Linked DNA regions of Mus musculus: region 1 is linked to region 2. Evidence: chromatin contacts called from public HiChIP or PLAC-seq data. All regions are on one chromosome and are shown on one strand. Each heading gives the region's core, a stretch centred on a gene start, on an enhancer-like site or on the middle of the called end of the contact. The rest is flanking DNA. Distances are from core to core; before and after follow the strand shown. Region 1 holds the start of Smyd2 (SET and MYND domain containing 2). Region 2 overlaps Cenpf (centromere protein F).

Region 1 (5,639 bases), core at 1,273-3,772, 270 kb after region 2:
TAAAATTGAGTCAGAATGTCCAGTTTTCAGTTTGAAATATATATATATTTAAAGAATGTGTAAGAACTGTGTGTAGATGTTAACCAGGGACCAAAACACGTACACAGACATATGGGCAGGTGGGTGGGCAGGCGTGCATATGTATGTATATATGAGGGATAGCTCTCACCTAGAAGTTACTTATATTTTTAGGAGTTGCCTTCTAGCAGCTGAGGCAAAATCTGCATCTTCCCAAATGTCACCTACCAAGCTGAGAAAATGTGATACTAATTTAAAACTGCCAGAAGGGGGAATAAAAAAATTCCTGGCACTAAGAATCCTATTTTGTAGAGAGCTTAAAAAATAACATTCTACCATTATTTCTCGGTTAATATAACATGCTCACTCCTGGAGAAATAGTTTTTCTTCCCAAGTGAGTTAAATTATAACATAGTAGATGTGGCATGAGACCCCGGGAGGCTCATCTATCTTAAGTGATAATACTATACTTCTAGCACAAAAAAGGACAGCGCAGCTTTTTTCTGGGGGCATGACACATGAACCGACACGCACCCCACCTGTAACATGCTCCTGAAACTCCACAGAGCTGTGCATCCCCCCCTTTAATACACAAGAACAGGTCAGGCCTCAGTCACACACAAGTAGGAGATGGAGTAACACAGTCTTAGAACGATCTAGCAAAACTAACCAGATTTTACGGCAACCACGGGATGCGGTACGAAGATTTCTCTAGGTGCACGGATCTTGTGAGTTTTATTTCTTGGGCAATATTTTAGTTGAGTTCCAAGTTCTGACTGTTACATAAGCCAAACAGAAGAGATTGGTTGACAATGGAATGGCAGCCTGGGGGGCCCAGGAGAGGGAACTGAGGCAAAATTAGTGACATTAACAAATGTCAAGGGGAGTGGGGGGTTAGCTGTCACAAATGACAGGATTCCTGAGGCTGGGTGATTTGTAAGGGTACTTCTGGAAGCTTGTGTGTCTTTGTACAATCAGGACACTCCCAACAGGAGAGAAGCACGCCTCAGCTGTCAACGCAGATATTTAATTTCAGGAGGAGAGAACTGGCCACGAGTCCCTACTACGCACTCCGCAAGGCCCACGCCTCTCACCGCACACCAAGCGCCAGGACCCCTGACGGAGGCCCCCTCTGTGCTGGGTGACCCGCTTTGCTCCTTTACTGCAGACACCCACACTGCTGCAGACTCCCAGCCACAGCGAGGCTCAGAAGATCAAGGGACCAGTTGCAGCAGCCTTTTTAACTTTGGGAAAACCCAATGCTCACTTCACTCAAACGTCGCAAAGTGGTGCCATGACCCTTTAGCTCTTGGCTCGCCAATTCAAAGAGGCACATCACATACAGCCCTTCCGCTGCCCACGGCACGCTTCTGCGTCTAGTTCCTTTCCAGGTCCCCCCCAGCGGAAGACAGTTCTGGCAGGGAGTCCGGCCGAGATTACTCTAATATGCAACCTTTGTCCATTCTTTTGTTGTCTTATTGTAGAACGAGGCGCACGAGTCTGGGAGGCTGAGAGCTTCGTGGAGTGCAGGACTGGGGGCAGCCCGCAAGAGGTACCTGCAGAACCCCAGGTTAGCTTAATCTAGCCCACCATCTCCACTTCAAAGGTGATGACACTGACCTTCAAAGCAAGTCAGGCAGGGTTCCTTCCTCAGGCATCCACAGATGGCCTGGGACAGGCTCAACTCCAAAGCCAGACCCCCTACCTCAGCAAACTTAGGAAGCAAGGAAGTGGGTGGGCGGGACGTGTCAGTCCTGACAGGCCAGGCTCCAGCCCCTAATTAGTGCCTTGTGTATACACAGCTACCCTTCCTCTCTGGGCTTTAGTGTCCCAACAGTAAAATGATCTCTTCTCGGCCTTTAAGATAAAGTGTGTCTGTAAAATGAAGACACAGGGTGGGATGGGGGAATCCCAACGCACCTTCCTGATCCGCAACTACCTTAAGGCTTAGCATGTGGCCGTGGATACAGCATCTACACACTCAGGACATGTATGAAGTAGTACAATCAAATATTCTCCCAACAAACTGTGTCCCCTCATCCCAATCCACGGAGCCCAGTCTCATAGGCGTGTCTGTTCCATAGCTTCCCTCCTCCAGAATGACCGGAAGCGTCCCTGGCTGATCGGGTCATCACTCCCTAGGGGGTGGGGGAGCCGCCCATCTCAGGACAGCTCGGGAGGCCTCGGGACCACAGAGAACCTAAGCTAGAACGGACACGCGTGGGGCGGCGCAGGTCCGGCTGCGGGGCAGGCCGTGGCTCAGCGGACGCGGCGCACGTGGCTCCGCGTGGCCCCTCCCGCCCGCACGGTCCCCGCGTACCTGGCGAAGCAGCACTCGCAGTGGTGGCCCCGCTCGCCCACGGTGAGCACGCAGGCGTAGGCCGGGCAGGAGAAGAGGAGGTCGCCCACGTGGAAGGGCCGCAGCGCGCGGAGCCCCCGGCCCTTGCCCGCACTGCAGAAGCGCTCCAGGCCGCCGCGGGCCTCGGCGCGCATGCTGGCGGCGCTGCGGCTGCGCGCTGCGGGGCACGCGCGTCACGGGAGGGAGGGAGGGAGCGAAGGCAGGTCTGCCGCGGCCGCCGGCCTTCAAGGAACTCGGCGCTCTGCTCGGGGCGGGTGCTGTGCCCTGGCCGCGCCCCGGAGCGCGGGGCGGGAGGGCGGTGCGCAGGGCGCGCGCACGGGAGTCCGCCTGCACCCGCCAGGCTGCGCTGCCCGGTGAGGAAGGCTGGAGTCCCAAGCCACCCAGGCCACCACCCGCTGTGCCCGCAGACAGCGTCCCCACTAAGATCCCGGGTGGTGGAGCAGGGAATGAATGAGTGTGGTTTGCAGTTGAGCTGTGCGTGCTAAAAAACACAGTTCTCACCTCCCAGGGAACTTAGAGAGAGTTCATTCTGGAGCCAATAGGAGGGGTCATGGCCAGGTTTGGGTTACCCCAAAGTCTACGTTCCAACGTTGTAACAATTTGATTAAAAAAAATTCCATAATAACAGAAAAAGAAAGTCATAAATCAAGACGTCAAAAATATGTCGGTGGGACCCCCCAGGTAGGCTGGCTGCAGAAGGGAGGGAACCTCAGCTACAGGCCTCAGATGCAATCTGACTGCACTCTCAATGTATGGCTTGATTATGTTCCAGGCGGTTTTACCTGTTATTCACGAGCTGGTAGGTTAGACACAGGATAGGCAACGGGTAGCTATTAAGGGAACTGGAGAGGGCCCAAGGAAAACTGCCAATAAGCTCCAGACATTGCAGCCTCTCCGCAAAGGTTGAAGTTCAAGTCGGTTAATTAGCTTTGCAGAAAGAGGGTCAGTGCCAGCTGCAGGTTTGTTTTTTTTTTCTCTCCAGCTTTCGTTCACAGGGCAAATCATAGAATGGGGGATTTGGAACCCGTGAATAAAATTTCTTTAGTGATAATATGAATAAGCCTTCCTCCAAGGAAAGGGCACCGTGGGTATGGGTTCTTTGGCCCATTTTTATTTTTTATTATTACCCTTTTTTTTTGTAAGTATGAGTGCATGTGTGCGAGCATACCCCTGTATGTGTGCTGGAAACATGTGTAGAGGTCAGAGGGCAACTTGCAGGAGTGGGTTCTCACCTTTTACCACATGGGGCCTGTGTCTGATTTGTCTGTCAGGTTTGGTGGTAGGTGCCTTTATACTCTGAACTATCTTGTAGGTCCATGTATCCATTTTAGTAACCATGGACATCACTGGACTATAAACTTGGACAAAGTGTAGGCCTGGATCCTTCAATTCCACGTAATAATAACCCTTCATTACTGGGTACCATTGAGCTAATGTGCTTATTTAACACATCTTGCTTACCTTAAAATAGGTGTAAGATTTGGGAAACCCTCTTCCATACCCTACTCACCTGTGACAAGCAACATTCTCAGGTAGGTTTGTGCCTAGAGCCCACTCTGCCGTCTGCTGGAAGCATTTTCTCAAATCTTGAGACTTTCTAAAGATGCCCACCTATGTAGATCTGCAGCGTGTTTTTTTGGATTCATTTTGGCTTGCTTTTTAGCATTCTGATTTGCGGAAGGATATCTTAGCAGTACAAAGAAGAAAAGACATAGAAATAAACAAACAACATGTTTGTAAACTCAGTACATGGTTTACTCTTCCAAGAACTCACTGCAGAGTTTGAGAAATGTGTTCCATTACACACACACACACACACACACACACACACACACACACACACACCTTTCTCCTACTGCGTGTTTTGTTTTGAGACGGGCTGGCCTCAACCTCCCTAAGTACCAGAGAATGACCTTGGGTTTTGAATCCTCCTGCCTCTGTCTCCCTAGTGATGGTATTACAGATATGCAGCACCACACCCAGTCCCCCGGGGCACTGGGGACTCAATCCAGGGCATCTCAGGGCAGAGGTTGAGTGTTACCGGAGAACACTGGAAAACAAGCAGCTTCATTTCAGAAAAGTCGGGATGAATTCGAATGACTGGAGCCGGGGCAGTGAGGCAATAGCTGTAAAGTTAGGAGCCTCCCGTAATGATAAAACCCGTGCTTAAAATAAATGGTCAAGGCGCGGCTCCCAGCCAGCCGGGGCAGACCGATGACAGCACCCTCCATGCATCTCATGCTTGCCGCTCTGCCACTCAGCGGTCTCACATTCCATGAAGGAAGCTGTCTGGCTGCCAGGGCCCGCCTGTGTACCAGCTCCTCTCCCGCTTGTCCCATGATTTGGGAAAAATCGGTGTTAGAAAGATTTGGGATGGCTTCGCCTCGCGTTGAAATACGGGCAAGGCACAGGATGAAGGCCCCCTCTGCTTAACCGCCTAAAAGATCATCTAATCCATTTGTAACGCATCCTTCCAGCTGCAGATTAACACGTGGAAGAAACAGCTCTGGGCTCGGAAATAAAGCCCTGGCAGAGGGGCCAGCAGGGAACACGCCCCGGCCCTCTGTTGTTCCTCTATATGTACTTTATCTGCTGCGCATGTGCAGAGGAGATCCAGCACTTTGGGGTCCTATAGCCACAGACAGCTGGGGTCTAATCGGGAAGGACCTGGGTAATGCCACTCAAAGATATTATTAGGGCCTCATATCTAGAGCCTGTAAACATTACCTTGTAAGGTTAAGAGGGAGTCTTACCAGTGTATTGAGGACTGGAGCTAGTGTGAGCCCCCGACTCAATTCCATCGCAAAGCCCCTTTCCAGAGAGGCAGAAAGAGATTTGACATGGCTGGAAGAGGAGGCAGCACATGCTGTAAGGACACAGATTGACTTGATGTGGTCTTTTTAAGACTGTCAGTGAGACCTGCCTTTCCTCAGTGCCCCGTTCTGAGCATGGCTTACAACATCCTGAGTTCAGCTCAGGGATGCTATGTCCACATGTCTGGCCTACTGTCCCATCTGTGGTCACTTGTTACAGAAGCCACAGGAAAGCAATATAAAGCACAAAACAATACGGAGTTCCATGGAAGACAATCAGCAAAGCCCTGATTGCAAATTCAGTGCGTAGGAGAGCATTAGACACTCAGGGAATAATCTTACTTAAGAAGCGTTTACAGAGCTCCCACTGTGTGCTAGTTACACCTGTAAACATCCTCGGTTAGAGGCCAGAAGAGACCAAGAGCAGAAGCTGATTTTACAAAGGGACA
Region 2 (5,796 bases), core at 221-2,720:
GTCACAAAAACCCTGAAAGCTATCACATGGTATGGTGGCACATGCCTTTAATCCAGCACATGCCTTTAATCCAGCACTCAGGAGGTAAAGGCAGGTTCATCTCTGAGTGAGGTCAGCCTCCAAGTGAGTCCAGGACAGGCAGGGCTCTTACACAGAAAAACTCTCTTAAAAACCCAAAACAAATCAAAACAAAACAAAAATAAAACAAAAAAGTGACAACACAGGGTAGGTACTCTACAACTGCACTCAGCTAACCACAGGCTCACAAATAAGTAATCTACTAGAGAGTGCTAGCTAGCTACATACGTGGGAACCACAGTTACTCAGAACACCATGCTTCACATCAGCTTTGATTTCAGGATTAGGGCAGAAGACCCAAACTGCTGTAGGTTTTATAAACAAACAAACAAATAAACAAAACTATATGACTGAAGCTGGGTATGGTCTATGTCTGTAATCCTAGCACAAAAAAGCGAAGACAGAAATACTTCAAGATCAAGACTAGCCTGGGCTACACAGCAAGATTCTGTCTCAAAATATCAGAAAGAATTAAAAAAGCAAAAGACAGAGTTAATAGAACAAAAAAGTCTACTTGTGATTTTAGACACTGCAACAATATCAAGTAGTTTTCAAAGTTCTAAACTATTACTTCGGGAGGGGGTGGGGGGAAGGGGCATTGTCAACCAGTCCACTTGTCCCAAGAAAGGAAAAGCTGACTGAAAACAGAATTTCTAAACAGACATTTAGCACTCATTTCCAAGTCTACCAGCTTTTTGTACTGTTAGCCAATCTCAGTGATTTATAATGTCACCAATTTAAAAATGAACTAGTTTCTCTAGGCAGTGGGCTACTGTGCAATATTTTAAAACCTAAAAAGTAAAGATTTCTATCTTTCCTTGTGCCAATTTTATGTGAAATCTCAAAACTTCGTATATTTTCACAAGGACTTGAACAAAGGGCCATATGCAAGCTCTAAGCTCATGGTCTTCCGATGAGATGCAGCCTCACCCTATAGTTCTGTATATAATAATTCTGTATATAATTCTGTATACTCTCTTTTAATAATTCTGTATACCTTTTTTAACGACTTCTGGGAGGCCTTCTGGCTCAAACTCGGTTTCCTGCTCGTGCTCAGCAGGGCGAGTGCTCTTACTGTCCGACTTCCTGCTTTTCTTAGAAAATGTCTCTGCTGTAGAAGGTGCTGCCCGTTTACCATGCTCCCAAATCCCACTGGACCTTTGCCTCTTGCCTGAAGCTTTATTTTGGCCAGATGCTGACTTCATCTCACTAACAGAAGTATTTGGAGACGGTCCTGGAATGGAAGAATTAAGCAAAGGAGAACTCTGGAGATCCTGTCTGGACTGCCGTGACTTCAGCCGAGCAACTTCTATTTCTAATATCTCCTTGGCTTTCTCGAGCTCCTCGTGGCTTATCAGCAGGGAACAGTACTTATCCAAGTACTTATCTGCTTCCTTGACTTTTTCTTCCAGAGTCTCTTTCAGCGCTTTGTTCTCAGTCATTACTTCATCTACGTTACTGTCTACAAGAGAACCTGTGAAAACAAAGTGATCCCGTCACACAACTTGCCGCTACTCCATTAATAATGAACACTTCCCAGCAGGTAATCTTTTTTTAAGATTTATTTTTATTTCATATATGTGAGTACACTGTTGCTGTCTTCAGACACACCAGAAGGAGGCACTGAATCTCACTACAGATAGTTATAAGGCACCATGTGGTTGCTGGGAATTGAACTCAGGACCTCTAGAAGAGCAGTCAGTGCTCTTAACCGCTGAGCCGTGTCTCCAGACCCAGCAGGTGATCTCTAAGCCTGGTCTTTGGACCTGTGCAGACGTTAAGGAGCACATCCTGCTGTGTCTGAAGACTATGAAGCAGTCTAACACACGTAACAGTGCAACTAGAACCCAACTAAACTTAAATCCCCTTAGAGAAGCAGTTACAAGAGCCAAGCAAACTAACTTTCTATAGCCCTCTTTTCCCAACCCATTCTTTCCACCAGAAATGAATAAGCAATCTAACTCAGTAATGATCACAAAGTCTATGCTGCATGGTTTTGGTGACAGGTGCCAGCCTATGAAAATGTAAGTCGCTAAAGGCCGTGAAAGCATTTTGAGTGAATACAGGGGCAAGTAGGTACAAATGTAGAACCACATCAAGGCAGGGGCCTCAGTAAGCTTCTGGTGCTAGGGATGGCAAGCGATTTATGAGGAAAACTCCCAGTTTTCAAACCTACTCCAATCACTCTACTTGGTAGAAAAGACCACTGCACTGCACTGCACTGCACTGCCACACTCTAGAAGCCTCCCACACATACTAGTCACTGGGTATCCATGGAGAAAGCAGAGTGTGAGTGGATAAAAGCAGCATGGTTAATTACCAATGAGAGAAGAGAAGAAGAAAAGGAGAGGGGGAGGGGGGGCAGGGGGAGGGGCAGGGGGAGGGGCAGGGGCAGGGGCAGGGGCAGGGGCAGGGGCAGGGGCAGGGGCAGGGGCAGGGGCAGGGGCAGGGGCAGAGCAGAGAAGAGAAGAGAAGAGAAGAGAAGAGAAGAGAAGAGAAGAGAAGAGAAGAGAAGAGAAGAGAAGAGAAGAGAAATGTCGGGCAGTAGTGGTGCACACCTTTAATCCCGGCACTTGGGAGGCAGAGACAGGATTTCTGAGTTCGAGGCCAGCCTGGTCTACAGAGTGAATTCCAGGACAGCCAGGGCTACACAGAGAAAACAAACAAACAAACAAAACAAAACCACTACCAAAATGGCAAACTCTTGAAGGAGATCCATTAGCAAAGAGTACTATCTTCCCCCATGGTAATAATTCTATTCCGAAATGTAGGCTTCACTCTGAATCCTACAGTCTTAACTATAGCTAAGTCTTACACAAGGTTAAGACCACAGTTCAGAAATTACAAAGCACTACTAAAAACTACTAAACTACTTCTAAAACTTAGCGCACAACTGAGCACTGACGCGATTTTAAGCGTGCACACAGAGCACGCCAGTTAGCACCCACCTGCTCTCTGCTGCTGTGCAGCTTCAAGCTGGGAGAGCTCCTTCTGCAGCATCTCCTTTTCTCCTTCCAGCTGTCTACAGGATTTGAGCATCAACTTTATTTTCCCCTGAGCACGCTGAAGTTCCTTCTCAAGTTGATTCACAGATTTCAGGTGCGCTGCCTACAAAACAGACGTAAGTTCATTTAAAATTGTTGATTTCATTTTATAAGTATATAGAAATATATATATATATTAGACAACTAAAACATATTAAAGCAGCAGTAGTACAGTTATGTTTAAAATATAACATAAATGTATAAAATAAGGCCCCTCTCTACTCAGTTCCCTAAGTCTCCCCGACAACCAGTGTGGATTTGGAAACTGTTTTCAGCCTGACACGGATCATGGTTCCTAAAGTAATATCTCATGGCTCCTAGGCTCACAGAAGCATCGGATGGTGAAGATCACTACAGACCTGAGCATATCAGCTTGGGTTCCAAAAGCTGAAACAACTGTGACACATCACAGAATGTCTTACAAAGACAACCATAGCAGCCATACCCAGCTAGCAGAGGCAAAGGAATCTGTCTGTCACGGGAAACTTACTTTGGTGTTCTGCAGTTCTTCACGCAGCACTTCCACTTCTTCTGTTAGCCTGTTTTTCTCTTTATTGTAGTCTTCGCTCAGCTGTGTTGTTTTCTGTAGCATATCTCGCAGCTCCCTCTGCAGCTCTGCTTCCTTCCCAGATATTGTGCTAACCTGGAATGTAATCTTCATTAGCACTTGCTCTGGGTGGTCTGCTATGCGTGAATTAACCACTGTTATGGCACACACAGTTTCTTTTCTTTCTTTCTTTCTTTCTTTTTTTTTTTTTGTTTTTGGATTAAAGGCGTGAACCACCATTGCCCGGCCATGCACAGTTTAAGAAAACAGAACCTGGCTGACCACTCTTCCCTCAACTCACCTGGTATACTCAAAACCAACTAGTGTGCTTCCATTTTTTTTTTCCTCAGCAAAGATTTAAGATAGCAGTAAGAAAAAAAGAAAGATAATATTCCTGAGTCTTAAAACCAACCATAAAGGTTTTAATTTAAATTAACATTAGAGAATGTTTTAAGGGATTGCCTTAGTTTTTATTTACCATCTTAGATTTTTATCAGCTCTTAGATATACTAGTCCCACCATCCACTCTAAGGATTAAGGTTATAAACACACAAATCTTAGAAAATACAGTTGTGATAGACTTCATTTTCTAGACATTCCTTTTTAATTATCTGTTGAACAAAACATTAATTTGAAGGAATCCCTTTCAGAGATCAGCCTAATTTTTCAAGCCCACCCTAGAAGCTAGGAGTGTCCCGCTGGTTCTAATTACAGTGTCTTCAGGCATTCCTTCTCCTAAAGGTAAGAAGGGCAGAGAATGTCTTCTGACCCTAATCTGTTACGTTCTTGCCACAGTGGTTCTCTGCTGGATAAGGAGCTGTTTTACCGTGATGAACTTCAACTGTAGATAAGAACCTAGAACTAACTACATCAAACCCAAGATGTGAAGGTCAGATCAAAAACCTAATCTAATTAACAAAAATGTCCCTTACAAGCACATTAAAGCAATCACTGCTGCCTGAGCTGACTCAATGTCCCTGTAGTCAAGACCATGTAAACACAAAGTGCCTCCTTCCCTGACCATACTTCCACATGAAAATAAGTAATGGAACTTACTCTTTCAACAAGCGCTACTTTCTCCAACTTTATCAATCCAAGTTCACTCTCTAAACTCTTGTGGGAATTCTGCAGTGCTTCATAGGTGCTCTGCAACGTGTTGTTTTCAGATTGCAGCACTTGGACCTTCTGCTCCAGTGCCATAGTCACATTTCTCAGCTCTAGTTTCTGCTTCTGCCAGAGTTGCTGCTCTCCTTCCACTTGGGCAAGTTTACACACAAGCTGCTCCTGACTTTTAAGTTGCTCTTTCAGTGTCCTGATCTCTTTCTCCCCCTTCTCTAGTTTCTGTTTGCCAGCTTCTACTTCTTGAGTGAGGGCATTTACAGATGACTGAAAAATAATATATTTATTCTTGGCCTCACCAAGGTCCTGTAGCAGCTGAGCCTTCTCAAGTTCAAGAGTTTGTACTTGACTACCCAGATTCTGTTCTTTGGTCTTAGAGACCTCTTGGTCATTGCACAAGGAAACCACTGTCTCGTTTAGCTCCTTTAATTGAGTTTGAAGCATCTCCACTGTTATTTTGGCTTCCTCTTTCATCTGTACTTTTTCTTGCTCTTTATCTTTCAGTAAGTTTTCAATAGAAGAATTTATTGTTTCTAAGTCAGATACTCGCTCTTGCTCTTTTTTTAATTCTTTCATGAGATTTTCATTTTCTGACCTTGTACTAATAAGTTCTAACTGCAAGTCTTGGAGGTTTTGGGCCATTCTTTGAATTTCTGATTTTAAAGTCTGTATCTCTGCTTTGGACTTTTCAGCTTGGAAAATCATGTTTTTCTCTGATAGTATCAATTCTTGTTCAAGGTTCTCAACTCGGTCCTTAAGCAAGTCTGCATGGTGCTTACTTTCCTTCAGTTGTTCTAGGATGTTTTGATGCTTCTTTTCATCAGCATCTATGTGAACTTTGAGCTTTCGAATGCTACTTTTCAAATGATGCACTTCCTCCCCTGGTTGGTCTAGACTCTGTTCTTGGGCCTTCAAGGTTTCTTGGTCATTACACAAGGCTGCCACTTCCTCCCTGAGTTCTTTTAACTGCATCTGAAGCATCAGCATTGCAGACTTAGAGTCTTCTTC

Evidence for each region. HiChIP or PLAC-seq counts read pairs in DNA pulled down with a chosen protein or histone mark.
Region 1: an H3K4me3 HiChIP or PLAC-seq map of the SCID.adh cell line shows a contact between it and region 2, with 11 read pairs. The contact joins the promoter of Smyd2 here to the enhancer-like site in region 2. A contact is called at or near these places in 15 of 39 promoter capture datasets (the 3T3-L1 cell line, the C10 cell line, the HPC-7 cell line and 10 more), 1 of 15 datasets of contacts at CTCF or cohesin (the NIH/3T3 cell line), 8 of 115 datasets of contacts at active chromatin or transcription factors (the 230-238 cell line, the SCID.adh cell line, bone marrow-derived macrophages and 3 more) and 2 of 9 other capture datasets (adipose tissue and liver).

Annotation. Positions count from the first base shown.
Region 1 is chr1:189,919,769-189,925,407 of GRCm38.p6, forward strand. Smyd2 (SET and MYND domain containing 2) reads right to left here and starts at 2,523. Exons shown (of 12, transcript NM_026796.2): 1 at 2,339-2,523. The coding sequence starts at 2,511.
Region 2 is chr1:189,647,536-189,653,331 of GRCm38.p6, forward strand. It overlaps Cenpf (centromere protein F), which reads right to left. Exons shown (of 18, transcript NM_001081363.2): 13 at 4,726-5,796; 14 at 3,613-3,765; 15 at 3,027-3,186; 16 at 1,076-1,552. Among named protein-coding and RNA genes, the nearest start is that of Gm30088, 31 kb to the left of the region's middle. Within about 2 kb of position 1,471, at least 2 of the 459 cell types and tissues checked have an H3K27ac peak or open chromatin away from gene starts, as enhancers often do. A contact at or near this core is called in the SCID.adh cell line, where this site is marked.